4 separate regions of the Mus musculus genome follow, and regions 2, 3 and 4 are each linked to region 1. Evidence: chromatin contacts called from public HiCAR-type, HiChIP or PLAC-seq and Micro-C data. All regions are on one chromosome and are shown on one strand. Each heading gives the region's core, a stretch centred on a gene start, on an enhancer-like site or on the middle of the called end of the contact. The rest is flanking DNA. Distances are from core to core; before and after follow the strand shown.

Region 1 (3,516 bases), core at 756-3,255:
ATAAAAAACCTTTTCTCATTATAAGTTAATTACCTTGGGCATTTTGTTATAGTAACAGAAAGCTGAGTACTAGATTCTCACATTGATCTTCTCAAACCACCTCATGGGTTCAGCTTTGCCAGTTAAAGGCCCCAGGAGAAAGGGGATTATATATGCCCTGCAAGGTTTGCTTTTCTCCCTCTCCTCAAAAATAAAAGAGTTCATCATGTGTATATATATATATACACACACACACACACACACACACAAGCACGTGAGTGTGTATGTGTGTGTGTGTGTGTGTGTTTACCTTGCCCCTTGAGCCTGGGATTGAAGCCACTAGAAAAAACAGGAGCAAAGAGCTCCTAAAGGAACCCCTGATTTAAAGAGCCAGGGTCAAGGCTCTCAGTGACGTCATGGGGGTCACTGTCCAGAGCCAGGCTGCACAGCCACCCGCCCCCCAGACACATGGCGCCTCACTCCACGGCAGAAATCATATGGTCCCCTGGGTTCTCAGCCTTAATTAAAGGCATCATTCCTATGTTGTTACCCCACCTCTGGGGAAGGTAATGACATCTTGGGGCATTTGTAGGTATGGCTGTAACTAAATACCTGATACCTGATAATAAATAAGGAAAGAGGGCTCATTTGGCTCAGCATTCTCACAGCTGGAAGATCTAACTAACAGGGTGATGGCATCCAGGGGTTGTGTCACAGGGTGATGAAGAGACAGAAAGGGAGCCAGCAGCTTGCATAAGGACCTAAGCTCACTCGGTGTCTCCATCTTCTTTATAACAATCCATCTTCCTGAGAACAAAACTCCACACATTACAAGATCTGCAGGAGTCCATTCAGAAGGGTGGAGCGCTGTGACCTATTGACTCCCTAATAGGCTCCACCTCTTAAAAGTCCCATCACCTCAACACCACTACAATAGAAACTAAGCATCCAGGGGAGTGGGGAGACAGAGCAAAGGCACGTGATGCAGGGGGACACTCATTCTTCCTTATCAGGACCATAAGATGATGCTGAGGGGACTGGAAGAAAGGAACCGTACCCTAGGTTTTCTCCTACAACCCTTTCCTCCTTTCTGGGTATTTCAGTGTGCTGAATCCCACAAACCCTTTCTGTGATCCCAGGCAGAAAAGCAGCTGCCAAAAGATTCAGACCCATTTCTAGCATACCACCCTCAGCCTGGTCCAGGAATGGGTATCTCAGAGGTTGACCTTAGCCGTCTGTTGCTAGTCCCCCCTCCCCACTCACCCTTCACCGTTTCACTTTAGATTGGTGCTTAAATCATCCTAACTCAATCTCTCTGGTCTTTTAAAACATTTCTTTGTGTCACTCCCAAGCTCTCTCTTGCAGGCCTCATAAAGCACAGCCCCTAGAGTTGGTGGAGGGGAGACAGCTAGGCTGAGGAGTAGTCACTCGCAAAATGCATTTGCCCATTGTGAGCTCAAACGAACAGTCAGAACGGGGGTGGGGGTGGGGGCGGAGGTGGAAGGAAACGGACATTTTTCTGGTGCCAATCATATTTATTAAATCCCAAAATGTCTCCTCTCACAGGCAGTAAGTGAGGCCCTATGAAGAGCTGGGGGACGGGGGCTGGCACAAATGAATTTATTCTGTGTTAGATAGAGGGTGAGGTTGGAAATGTAATTAACACATGCAATTATGCATTCTGATGCAGAGAGCTCCGGGCTGACAGGAGAGGGGGGCGGGAGATTCACCCGGCTCTCCCAGGCCACAGGCTGCGAGTTCACTAACAACTTTATTCATCCTTGCTGGCCTTCAGTTCAATCCAACTTCCTTTGACTATCTCCTGCAAATAAAAGGCCCCATTCTTCAGCTTCCCCCAGCTTTATTCGAAGTGAAAACACCACTTTGTGCCCGCGTTGTGTTAAAATAACAGATTTGTGTTCGTTCCTGTAGCAGGGAGGCCGACTAGCCTCTCGGAGGATGGCGAGGCGCCTTTTGGAGGAGGAGGCCGGAGAGAAAGGGTCTCCAACAGCGAACCTTTGTCCCAGAATGCAAATGAGCCTCTGTGAACTGCGGCTCAGACAATGCCAGCCTAGTCCACCCCAGCACCGATCCATCTGTAGCTATTTTGTTAACCCATTGCCTCTTACATTCTTTCTCTTGCACAGAATACTTGATGTTGACAGCTGTGAATTTTAAACAATCATTCTCTGTATGTTTCTCTAATTTTGTGTATTCAGATAGTTTTTTCCATATTGGGCGGGGGCGGGGGTTGGAAGCCCAGTACCTTATGGCCCCTTCATTTAGAGATAAAACAGAGAAAAGCAATGGCCATGTGCTCACCAGCAGCAGTGAAATGATTCTGAAATAGAAACGATTGCCTCAGATGAGGTACTGACGTGGATTGGAGGCGGGGCCTGGAGCTAACCCCTCATTCAGACACTGATGACCTCAGAAGCTCAGCCTGTTTCACTTATCTGTGTAATGGGGCCACAACAACATTTACAAAAGGTGGAAAAGGAAGTTCTGGAAGCCACCAGCATAGCTTGACTCCCCTTTCTAGCCCTAATTAGTTGTTCTGCAGATCTCTCTTCTAAGCGAGCATGAAAGGGCATGGGTGAGTTTTTTAAACACTAGGGGAAAGAAAGGTTGAGGACTGAAGCCTATGTTGGTGAACCAGTAGGATGTCATAGTTTTATTTTGTGTCCATTTATTTATTTGTACCTTTGACTCTGATGTAAGGCGTGTTTGGGTTCATAGCCCCAAATACAAAGGACAGAAGTCAAAGCTCTGGACTAGAAAAGGTACAAGAAGCTGGATATCAGGCTGCAAGGGTATTGGCAAGAGTGGGGGGTGACCAGAAACAAGTTTCCCCACGTCCTACAGCATGCACAACACAGCTCCCAGGATCTAGGGCTACCTGTCCACACTTGGGCAGTGTGTCTCCCAATATCTGTAATGCATTTATCTGTGCACAGTAGTCTTTGGGAGGCTTCCACTTTCGACAGGTATGTGATTTTGTGGTTTTGACTATAATAGCACATTATCTTTCCAGTAGTTTATCACTTAAGATTGGCGACCTCCTCCTTGCTCTCCCTTCTGCTCCTCTTCCTCCTTGTGACACCCTTGTCACAGTTGTGCATTGTTCTGCCAGGATGACCATCAGAGTGTGATCAAGAAAAACAACAACAACAACATCGCAGCACTCAGGAGGCAGGCTGAGGCAGGAGCACTGCTTTACGCTTGAGGCCCTTTATCTGTTTTTTGTTTGTTTGTTTGGTTGGTTTTTTGTTTTTGTTTTGTTTTAGGAAAGAAGGGGTAGAGGGAGGGGAAATGAAAAAGAGAAAAGAAACCACAGCTTACTTGTTGTAAAGTCAGCTGTCTACTGGATTAGGACAGCTAATACGGCTTCGCTCAGTCCAGGTGAAGAGGAACCGATTCTAAGCTTTGGCGATAGTTTTACCCCTTGGCAGGCCATCTCTGAAGCCTCCGGGGGAGGGGAGGCTGTTATTGTTTAACATTTATTTGTATGTGTCTATGTTTGTAAGCATGAGAGTA
Region 2 (3,516 bases), core at 364-2,863, 770 kb before region 1:
ATGGTCGTAGGCCAGCCAGAAGCCACGCGTTTCCTAGGTGAAAGGGCTGGCCTGTTACTATTCCTAGTTGTGTGTCCGACACATGGTAGGAGAAGCAATTATTTTTAGCTGACTGACTATGACCAAGATTAATAGCTCCTGAGAGGGATATAATGAAAGGCCGCTCCAACTGGCTTCTACATTTTTCTTTATTTTTCTTGCTCTCATCCCTGTCACCTTTAAGTATCAGTCGAATGTCATTCTGTGAGATTTGCCCCTTGGATGTGAAAGGCCACTCTTTCTTAATGATGGGAGGCGATTGGGCTGCAGGGCTGAGGAGCTTGGAATGGTGACAAGACCCAGAGGAGAGTCTCTTCAGGTCTGTGGGAGTCACAGACCCAGGATGTTTCCTCGAGAAAGGAGACCCACCTGTGAATGTGAGTGTTCGGCTGTTAGTGGACCACTTCGATGGGCTCCAGTACCAAGCAGGTGTCCGTTGCAGTGTCCCAGTGGGTCTGGAGTCTGGAACACGTGTGTCTTATTCTGAACAGGAGTTGGAAGCCTCACTGGGGAAGACTGGAAGTTAACTTCCAAACCATGTCTCACTTCTGACTTAAACCATGAAAGCCTGTGGCTTGTCAGACTCGCAGCTAGTTGTGAGCATAGACTAAGAGAAGAGGGATACTCTGGTTGTTTCCAAGGCGGTTCCTTAAGAGACAGCTACTGTGTCCTTGCATGTTCTTCTTAGGCCCTTTTTAAAAAATCCTGCTCTCTGACTGTTCCTGCCATTTGGATGCTGAAGATGCAGGCCAGCTCTTAGAGTAGCCGGCTAGAAGGAGCATCAGCCTCTAAGGCCTTCATGGGAACCACTGACCAGTCTGGTTAAGCCAGTGCTACTTAGGATTTCCTGTCACCTGTAGGGAAACCAACACCTAGTAATGTGCCATTTCTCTACAAGGCACACGGGCAAAGTAAGTCCCACATCCCTGGATTTCTTTCTTCCATCCTAAAGAGTATCAGAATTCAAATGGATTTCTCTCCTGCCCTTACAGTTGTAAAAGGCAGAGAAGACAATGGAATGGTTGACTTAAAGAGAGCCATGTGGAGTGGGACGAGCAAGAAGGGTAAATGAGAAATAAGCTGATAAAGACAAGCTGGTGGCCTGTGGGGACAGTTAGGTCAGGGAGTCCTCATGTTAGCTCAGCGCCTGGGCCATAGCAGCCTCTTGATTGTGAGATGGCCTTAGGGATTCAAACTTCATCTGCTTTCTTAAGGCCTCCCTTAAAAAGGAGCTTTTTAAACCCTCTGGCTTCAGATGTTAAATCTGTGCAGTTGCCCCAGTTCCCTTACAAACTACGGCTGTTTCTATTTGTTTAGTATGTGGTACCTTTAGGGCTGTGCTCAGTATATAATAGGTACTGTATTAGCTACCGTGGCTTGTAAATTATTGTTAATAGTCTTTTAAGAGATGTTAGAATGTGTAATTATTTTCATGAGTTAAAACTTGTGAAAAAGCAAAGCTAGTGTTTGGCTGGCTGTGCTCATTAGCATTTCACAGTGAATGGAGAAGGGGTATTGTGTCAAGCCCTTCCTGGCTGTTTCTTCCTTTAACTTGAAGAATGGCAGGCTCTTGTCTTTTGTTCACAACCAGCTGAGAGTCCATTCAGCTGGAAAGGGAACAGTGTCCTCTGTGTGTACTCAGAGCATTTGAATACTTTTGGTTACACTGTAGTTGCTGTTTAATGACAATAAAATTGTGACCAAAGGAGATAAACATTCAAGGGATAAGTGACAGGCTGTTAATGTGAAAGCTAGTTGTTGTTATTAGCTAACAGGTGCATAGGCAGCAGAGGGGACAGTTAAGTCCCAATGTAAAGAGAAAACTGCTTCCAGCCCCTCAGAAATGCTGTCTAGACGCTCTTTTTAAAAAGTACTTTAAAAAGAGTTAAAACAGGGCCTTTTATTGTATATTCAATGTATATATTTATCATGCCAGAGAATATACATGGCTCTCATATACTTACCATTTTATTTTATGATGAGAACACTTAAAATCTAGTCTCCTGGCAATTTTTAAGTATAACCATGTTGTAAATTGCTATTTGGAGATTTTTGTTAATGTTAATGGTTGATCACTTTCTTGCTTTCTTTCTTTTTTAAAAGTCTTTAGAACATGTCTAAATTGTCATTGGAAATTTCTAAAAATTTCCTTAAACACAGTCATGTACATGTTTATATTTATTTGTGTGTATATAATAATATACATCTGTAATGTGTATATTTGTAAAATATATAAATTCATTACCTAATTAAAGAACTTTTGGGACTTTTTAAAGCATTACAATTTAGAATTTGATCTGTCTTAACCCTATAAAGCCCTGGTTTCCTTGCCTTTTTATGGAAACATCATTTTTGAGTGTTCCTTCCCCATGCAAACATCAGAACAAACCCTAGTTCTCTATTCTCCTTCCCTGTGCCATTGCTCCCCTTTCTGTCTTGTGCTCGATGCTGGCTTCTAGACCTTTGCACAATGTCTTGATTCTGGGGTGTGAAGTCTACAGGGTTTTGCGCTTGTCTGTTGTCACAGAGTCCTGAAGTATGTTTAACCTTTCTTTTCACATAAAAAATGTTAGGTTTATGTGCATTCCATGTAAGAGTGCTTTGCCAGTGTATATATACATGCACCGTGTCCATACATAGTGGCTGAGAGGTGGGAAGAGGGCATCAGTCCCCTTAGAACTAGAGTTGCAGGTGCTTGTGAGCCGCCTCATGGGTGCTGGGAACTGAGCCCAGGTCCAAAGCAACAAGTGCCACCTGGTGCTGGCTGGCTCTCAGGCCCTATTTTTTTACCTTTTCCGATTGTTGCACCTGGCTATTCAGCCACTTTCCAGGATTAAAAAAAAAAAAAAAAAGCTAATTAAGATATATTTTACAGATGTCCCTGTCTTTCATGTAAGGGCATCTCATTACACAGCAGACCTTAAATGTTTGCTGCCTGCCAGTAGGGACAGATGATTAGTGAAGCTGAGTCTGAATCTGTCTCAGCTGTAGAGGGGAGGCTGCAGACCTCTGCCCCAGGGCGCAGTGTCAGTGTATCGGGAAATAGCAGTCTTCAAAAGAAGCCGAAAATGTAGTGTTTTCATTCTGAAAGCACCTTTTTTTTAAAAAAAGGAGCTATGTATTAATTTAGCTTTAAAACCCATACAGTTTTGTTATACAAAGACTGTTTGCCTTAAGGAGTGAGCAAGGACCTCTCTGTTGTGAGCTAGTGCTGCGTGGAGAGGCAGGCTGTGTATCCTTCGTGGTCAGAGGAAATGCTGGAGATCCTAATCAGACCCATGAAAACATGGAGGTGACTTGTGTCGATGCAGTTTCCACCCTTTCACTCTAGGGCAAGGCCTCTAGCTGACTAACTGAACTTCTGGTGTGGAACTTCCAATGTGTTTCATATCACCTAACTGGAAATTATGAATGGACAGGCAAGTCTCATCTGATACTGAGGAACGCCTCATAGGAATGGCAGACACAAAGCACAGA
Region 3 (3,516 bases), core at 762-3,261, 620 kb before region 1:
TGCTGGGGGTAGTAGGAGAAAGATCAAATTGTTGCAATTTAGAGGAAAACCTCACTCACAGTTATGTGCATCCTGAGGCAACCTCAAGGAGTGATCTCTCTCCGATGGCTGTGCACTCAGAAGCCAGGAGGCCTGGGTCATGCTTCAGCCTCTGCTAATGCACAGGTTGGGGGCCTGGCTGCCTCTTCCTCTCCCTGCTTGGTGCTATGGCTTTAAAAGGTTAATACTTGCAGGCGCCTTGATGTTCTCCCATGAAAAGGGAGTGTCTTCCTTTAGCTTGTTATGAGTAAGACATCTGAGGCATTTGGTTTCCACTCCTAGAAGTGGGGGCCTAGGTTTCTGTTAACCTTGTGCATTTAGGAGCCGTGCACGGTGTTTCTTTCTTGGCCTCTTGTTCTAGCAAAAGGGAACGAGCTCGGTTTGCCCTGACAAGTGAGTCACCCTTAGCCTTCACTAGACTCACAGGATGTTGGTGGTAGGACTGAGCTTCCCCGAGTTCACTAGCTGGCAGTTGTGTTCTCGTGGAGAGACCTATCCTGGGGTCCCAGCTGCCGAGGTTTCTGAAGTAGCACTGGGATTCTGCCAAAATTTGCAAGCATATTCTTAGTCTCACCCATCATCCTTAGAGGCAGGGCTCTTCTCCAGGAAGAGGAAGCAGCTTCAGAGAAGTTGTCTTGGTGAAATACTCTGCAGTCTGGACCATCTCTACCAGCTGTGTTCCCTACAAGACGAACTTGAGTTGATGACCAAAGTTTGATGGACTTGATGTGTTAGAGGGCAGGAAAATGGCCTCGTCTCTCATGAGGCTCTTGTAGTCAGACTCAGTGACTGTCAGGGATAAGATAGACCCTAATCTCAAGGAATCCCTGAACATGGAGCCATTGCTGCTGGAAAAGTTGTAGATAGATCTTGGGGACCATGTATGTTTTCTGTTAGGGGCAGCTTCAAAGCCCCGTGACTCTGTGTTTGACAGGGAAAACTTGCCTGTGCCCTGCTCCTTACTGCACTTGGCCTGTCTCCTCTGGCCAGTGCTTCACTCCAGAGCAACTTCCTTTCTTCTCCTAAAGCAGGAAGCATAGCCCCCTCCCATCCAGAGCCTGCTGCCCTGCACTGTCCCTTCAAACCCCTTGTGGGCTGGCCTCAGTGCCTCATGTCAGCATTGTCCTGATGAGAGGAGACAGCACCTTCCCACGGCCACTTCCCAGGGCCTGTCTTATTTGTGGAAGAAATGTAGTGTTTTGCTGACTCCTTGAAGGTCAAACAACGGGAAGTGTTTCCCTCTGTGTGGACAAAGGACGTAGCTTTCTACCATAGAGTCTCTGCTTTCTGTGATATCTCAGGGAAATATACTCCCATATTTTCTTTCTTTATTGTTTGCCCGTTTCCAACTATGATGGGGGATATCTAAACACTTCCATCTGTAAACTGGGAAATAAGGGCCAACAAAGAAAACTGCCTTCTTGATAGGTTGTGGTAGAACAAAATAAAACTGTGCTTCCCTAATATCTTTGTCTGGGAAATAAGTTATAATAGCATTTTGCTTTTCAGGCAAAAACAAAACAATAAAAGAAAGAAGGAAGGAAAAGTTTCTAAAGGTAAGGATTCCGGCCTTTTACCCGTGGATCCAGCCTTCACCTACTCCTTGGGATGGTCAGGTAGAAGGGGAAGACAGATTAGAAAGGCAAAGGTGCCCAGGGGAAATGCTGTGGTATAAAATCTTGTCTTCCCAGTGGAAAGCTGGTGATGGGGAATGGGGAGGGACTCACTAAAATATCTTAAATCGTCTCCCTTAAACACGTAGCATCCTTAGAGGTCAGACAGAGCCGAAACCTGAACAGCTGTACAACAAGCCTCTGAGATTGTCTTTAATTGTGTCCCCTTTCTCTAACAGCAGTAATTCTTGTTTATATTGTCAAGAGCCTTTCCACCAAGCACAAGCACACCATACTTGAAGGTCAAATGCTTAACCCTTCTGCATGGTTACAATGAAAATGGCCCCTTTTGTTTTCGCTAATGTATACCCCAGCCGAGGCTACAGGGAGAATGGGGGCCCTAAGCGGTCACCAAGCTGAAGTAACTTATTGTCAAAGAGCCACAAAGGGGGCATATTTCTGTTTCCACACAACACTTGTTTAGCCTTTGCCTTGTGCATCCAACCACAAAACAGTAGGATCATTTATCAATGGGCAGAATTTTTTGGCTACCATTTTGTTCCTCTGACCTCTGTTACTTTTTACTGACCCAACCAAATTGCTTAAAAATTTTCCCTTTCTGCTGTCAGTGTTTAAAGCCGCTTAATGTCTCTGAAGTGATCCCCTTTCTCTTTAACACTTTACACCCCTGTTTACCACAGCACCTGTTACTGTAGTGGGCCATGAAATTGCAAATGTCATGCAGCTCTTATTGACGGATAATACTTTATTAAATATAAATAGAGTATCCCCCAGTCTCCGGGCAGACGCACATGTGCCCACACAGACCCACATATTGATTTTGTGGCGGCCAACCAGGAAAGGAGTTCTGCCAGGCAAAAAATATTTCTTTTTCTGGCCCGTAAGAGTTAACCAAAACTCGAGGGGCCAGTTCAACCACATTAAATATGAGCCTCAAACATGAAGGCCTCTTTGTTACTGAAACAAAAATACCGCAGCAGGTGGTAGACTCGAACACAGGAGGGAGGAGGAGGTTCAGTTGTTGCCCACTTTTCTAATCCTTTTAGAATATCCATTGTCCAGACCCCAAATTTAAACTGTTCAGTCTCTTGGAGACCAGTTTAGCAGGAAAGAGCCGCACCCAGCACCCACTGATGCTTCTGTAAACTGGTTTCATCTTTGGGTATGGAGTGTATCGCCACTAAACAATACAGGAGAGGCAATTATCTCCCAAAGATGAGCCAATAATATCTGCCTATCAAAGCATGAAACTGTTGTCAGTGTGGCAAGTTAGAGCGCAGTGGACATGCAGGCCAGCAGCAAGAGCGTGTCCACTGTATAAATCCAGGCAGAAATGTGACTTCTGCCCTCCTAGATGCAGGTTTGTGCAAACTGCAGGAGCTCCCTAAAGCCAAGGTTAAACTCCTTGCCACCCTTGTCTGTTTATATCCAGGTGCTTTACCAGGGGTGTTGCTTTTAAAGGGGATTAACAATCTGAGTAGGAATAATTAAGAGCTTTTTCTTTTCCTAAAATGGAATGGAATGTAGTTTCTAACTCTAGACCTCAGGATACTCTGAGGCATTAAAAGATGACCCATAGGGCAAAGGCAGGCTCCCACACAGTTCCTCTTGCTGCTTGTGATAAAGGTCCGCATCCATCCATGTGCCCAGCCTTTCTGTGTTCCCATGAGCCACCCCTGATTGTTCCTTTGATTCCAGATCACAGTTGGGGTGGTAGAAGAAAACGAATGCAGGCTAATGATAGTTTCCTTTTATACACTGAGACGTCTGGAGCTGAAAATCCTGTTCCCCCAAACTCCAGACACAAATCCTAATAAGTGACAGATGCTCCCACACAGTGCTG
Region 4 (3,516 bases), core at 700-3,199, 600 kb before region 1:
GTGGGGCAAAGTAGGTTTTTTTTCTAGAGCAAATTGTATGATTATGTCATAGTGGTTGTCTGTGTAGACTCTGAGGTTTGACTCTTGGCTCCACTTCCATAACTCTAGGGAAGGTACAACTGAAAATCATAAGTAGACAAGTTACTTAACTCCCTGTGAACCTCACTTCTCCCCCTTTGTAATCTGCCTAGGGATAATGGTGGAACCTGTTTCATAGGGTTGATTTAAGTAATTATAAAACACCTAGGACAAGTACCTGACACACACGGAGTATTCTGTAAAATCATCCTTATCATAGGTCAGGTGGTAGTTTGAATGCGAGCAGCCCTCACAGGCTCATGTGTTTGAATGTCTCCTTCCCAGTTGGTGGATTGTTCAGGAAGGATTAGGGGGTGTGGCTTCTAGGGGGCGTGGCCTTGTTAGAGAAGGTGTGGTAGATCAGGACGTTTCAAAAGCCCATGCCAGGCTCAGTCTCTATGCCTTCTTCTGAAGGATCAAACGTCAGCTCTGAGTTACTGCACCAGCACTGTGTCTGCCTGCCTGTTGCTATGCTTCCCGCCGTGTTGATCATGGAGTCACCCTCTGAAACCATAAACAAGTCTCCAGTTAAATGCTCTCTCTTATTAATTAATTTCCTTGGCCAAGTTGTCTTCTCACAGCAATAGAACAGTGCCCGGACGGACCAAAAGAACAAAGTCAAGAATGCACTCTTTCACACTGCCCTCTCCTTTGGCAGAGTGTCCAAATGTGAAGCCCCACACTGATAATGGAGGCCCGTTAGTGCTGAGTGAGGTGTAGAGAGGAAACAACCTGCGCTAGTCCTTCTCTGGGCTTGGGCTAAGTATTCGCACCTAGAAATGACAGATGTAGGTCTGGGCTCCAGGCTCTCTGAGCAACTGGGTGTAAAAATCTAGGCAGTTCACAGACACTTTGGATCAATTCAACTTTACCTAAAATACAGCGTCTTGAGCCACGTGACCCTCCAGGCAGGTGACATCTTCCAGCCTGGATAAAAGATCCCGGAGAGCGGCAATCATAGACATGGCTTTCTCCCTCCTTTCCCTTAAAACTTGGAGTGGAGCCACCGGTAGTGATAGTGAACTAGAACCAGCTGACAACAACTGGAAGTGCTCAGTGCTCTCTGTGATGAGACTGCAGCTCAGGATACAGAGCACGTCGCCCAGGCTGACTGCTAGTCAGTAGTAGAGATGAAACTTAAGTTAGCATGCCTGGCTCCGCTGCTAGGAGCACAGTGGGACAGTGGCAAAGCTCTGTCAGCTACTCACATGGCTCAGTGTGTTGACTTCGGTCTCACCGTACAGGACGTCCAGTGCTTCCAGGTCTTTCCCGGTGTGGGGATAAGCAATTGTGTGTGTAAATACCTATTTCCTCTGCCACCTGAGCACACCTCGCCGTGTGTGCCGCTCTGAGTGCATCTCTCGGCGAGGCAGTCATCTGCAGCCCGTGCCGTATGAATCTCGCCACCATTAGTCTTCTAACGGGAAGTCTCCACCTTTTATAGCTGTGTTGTTTCTTTTGTATTGATTGCAATCTTTTTAGGAGGCAGGAGAGTGGGGAGGAAGATGAGAGAACATCAAAGTTGAGCCTCCAAGACTCTGTACAGCCTCCAGGTCAAGTAATTTTGGGGCCGTGTTAATCAAGGCCGAGTGGAGCAGGCGCCCTGAGGTGAAAGGGTAGCGATTTATCTGCTCTATCACAGGTTCCTCGTCAGCGGAACAGTATGTTTATATCTGGGAAACAATTTACTACACGTGAAGAATAGTCATTTTATTCTATCTCAGGGGTGTCCCCAGTGTATTTTACAAATTTACTCTGTAATGAATATTCCAGGTTATAGATAAAGTTGAGCTGGCTTCTGGTTCAGAAGGTGCCAGGTTGGCGGAGTGCAGCACAGACGGCCTGCAGGGGGCACTGTTGCGTCATTTATCAGAACTCTCCAGTATCTTGTCCTAGGACAAAAACAAACCAAACCAGAGAAGGAAAATAGGCCAGTCACCTTAAAATTGCTCATTAAAATTATTTGACTGGTCCCAGTGTTAGGCATGAGTGTCGATCGGGCAGTTCAGGATTCAGGCACAGACAGAAACAGCTTGCCATGTCAGGAAAAACCGCAGTGATTGGCATGACTTCTGATTAGCCTCCTCTGTTGTCACCCCTGGACTTTGTAATTTAATAAACATCCACGTTTCACTGATCACCTTTGTTGGCTCCTGAGATGTCCACACTGTAGAAAAGACTTCCTTCTGTGGTGTTCTGAGTGTCTAGCTTGAGTCCTGGAAGAACCTTTTTAGAAATCTTGATTCTCTATTTTTTGTGTATCCTTCACTGCCAAAGATGATTGCTTGTTTGTTTGTTTGTTTGTTTGTTTAATGAAGTCATTTTTTTCATGGAAGGCTCCCCTGTGGGACCTGGCCTGAGCTGTCAGTATACCACCCAGCTCCTTGACAGTTCCAGGATTGCTGCCCATCCCCTTCCGCTCTGTGGCTCCACCCACTTGCCCCAGGGTTGAGCTTCAAACCCCCTACCTCCCTGCTCAGCTCTGGCTTCTTCTGTCCCTGGCCATGAGGCCTGCTAGGTGACTGTGATGAAGCCTCAGAAAAGCCCGGGTTGTGCTGAGTGTGTGTCTGTGTGCGTGTGCGCATGTGCACTTGTGTGCGTGCGTGTGTGCATGTGCTCTCACACTCGTGCTCAGCAGCAGCAGCAGCAGCAGCAGCAGCAGTCACACTGCCAGCCTCCTCTGCGCCCTGCTTCACCATCAATTACGCCATGTGTTTCGTCCAGTTGGCGTTCCCCTCCCAGTGTTAATTATAACCTACAAGACTGTTAGAGTTAATTTTATGGCAAGCATATTGTCTCTTCAAGGCTTCAGAGCAGCTCATAAATTATCTTGAAGGTAAAATGTAACTTGGGGAACCAGTTATGAAAATTCCATCCATCTCGCTTAGAACTGCAGCTGCTACTGTCAGCTGCCTCGCTGCTGCATTGTGAAGGAATTACGGTGGGTCAAGTTTAAGAGGGTAGGCCCGGGCTGTCGTGGAGGAGAAAGGCTGTCCTGGCCCTGTCAGACAAGTGCCTTCTGCCAATCCCCGGTGGTTTCACTTTGGAGGCAGGCAGAGGCAGGTAGCGCAGGTGGACAGTCCCCAAGCTGTCTGTATTCATTATTTTACAGAAACTTGCAGGTAGGCAGGACCAGAGACCTTTCCTCCTCTCTGTTGTCATGATGTTAGGCATCCCCGCAGAGTGTGAGGGAAATAACTTTCTACCTCACCTGGGCTTGCTCCAATCCCCGGGGCCAGCCCCTCCACCAACCCCTCCCTGGCCTCCCACACAGTGATTTCTATCTCACAGAAGCCCCAGGCTTGAGTGAGCATTTTATTTGTGGTTGTTATTTTTCATATAATCTGATAAAAGTGAGATTTCACTGTGAACGTACTCTAAAATTGCCTCCTAAGTAAATTAGCATGTTATCTTGTTGGGATAATAGGCCCACCCCTC

Evidence for each region. Hi-C and Micro-C count contacts between places; a contact is called where the count stands out from the background. HiCAR-type assays count read pairs that join an accessible place to other places. HiChIP or PLAC-seq counts read pairs in DNA pulled down with a chosen protein or histone mark.
Region 2: an H3K27ac HiChIP or PLAC-seq map of stem cell-derived neural progenitor cells shows a contact between it and region 1, with 5 times the contacts expected there. The contact joins two enhancer-like sites. A contact is called at or near these places in 4 of 484 Hi-C or Micro-C datasets (the 3T3-L1 cell line, cerebellum, cerebral cortex and 1 more), 4 of 115 datasets of contacts at active chromatin or transcription factors (embryonic stem cells, kidney and stem cell-derived neural progenitor cells) and 1 of 9 other capture datasets (embryonic stem cells).
Region 3: a contact with region 1 is called in a HiCAR-type map of embryonic stem cells, with 5 times the contacts expected there. The contact joins two enhancer-like sites. A contact is called at or near these places in 2 of 484 Hi-C or Micro-C datasets (3T3-L1-derived adipocytes and the HPC-7 cell line), 3 of 115 datasets of contacts at active chromatin or transcription factors (all in embryonic stem cells) and 1 of 9 other capture datasets (embryonic stem cells).
Region 4: a Micro-C map of trophoblast stem cells shows a contact between it and region 1, with 3 times the contacts expected there. The contact joins two enhancer-like sites. A contact is called at or near these places in 8 of 484 Hi-C or Micro-C datasets (cardiomyocytes, cerebellum, embryonic stem cells and 3 more), 6 of 115 datasets of contacts at active chromatin or transcription factors (differentiating embryonic stem cells, embryonic basal ganglia, embryonic midbrain and 3 more) and 1 of 9 other capture datasets (embryonic stem cells).

What each region holds. Positions count from the first base shown.
Region 1 is chr8:92,132,291-92,135,806 of GRCm38.p6, forward strand. No RefSeq gene overlaps it. Among named protein-coding and RNA genes, the nearest start is that of Gm24254, 94 kb to the left of the region's middle. Within about 2 kb of position 2,006, at least 77 of the 459 cell types and tissues checked have an H3K27ac peak or open chromatin away from gene starts, as enhancers often do. A contact at or near this core is called in embryonic stem cells and stem cell-derived neural progenitor cells, where this site is marked.
Region 2 is chr8:91,364,393-91,367,908 of GRCm38.p6, forward strand. The region is part of intron 1 of Fto (fat mass and obesity associated); the gene reads left to right. Among named protein-coding and RNA genes, the nearest start is that of Fto, 53 kb to the left of the region's middle. Within about 2 kb of position 1,614, at least 44 of the 459 cell types and tissues checked have an H3K27ac peak or open chromatin away from gene starts, as enhancers often do. A contact at or near this core is called in stem cell-derived neural progenitor cells, where this site is marked.
Region 3 is chr8:91,507,375-91,510,890 of GRCm38.p6, forward strand. The region is part of intron 7 of Fto (fat mass and obesity associated); the gene reads left to right. Among named protein-coding and RNA genes, the nearest start is that of 4831440D22Rik, 41 kb to the left of the region's middle. Within about 2 kb of position 2,012, at least 20 of the 459 cell types and tissues checked have an H3K27ac peak or open chromatin away from gene starts, as enhancers often do. A contact at or near this core is called in embryonic stem cells, where this site is marked.
Region 4 is chr8:91,530,247-91,533,762 of GRCm38.p6, forward strand. The region is part of intron 8 of Fto (fat mass and obesity associated); the gene reads left to right. Among named protein-coding and RNA genes, the nearest start is that of 4831440D22Rik, 64 kb to the left of the region's middle. Within about 2 kb of position 1,950, at least 14 of the 459 cell types and tissues checked have an H3K27ac peak or open chromatin away from gene starts, as enhancers often do.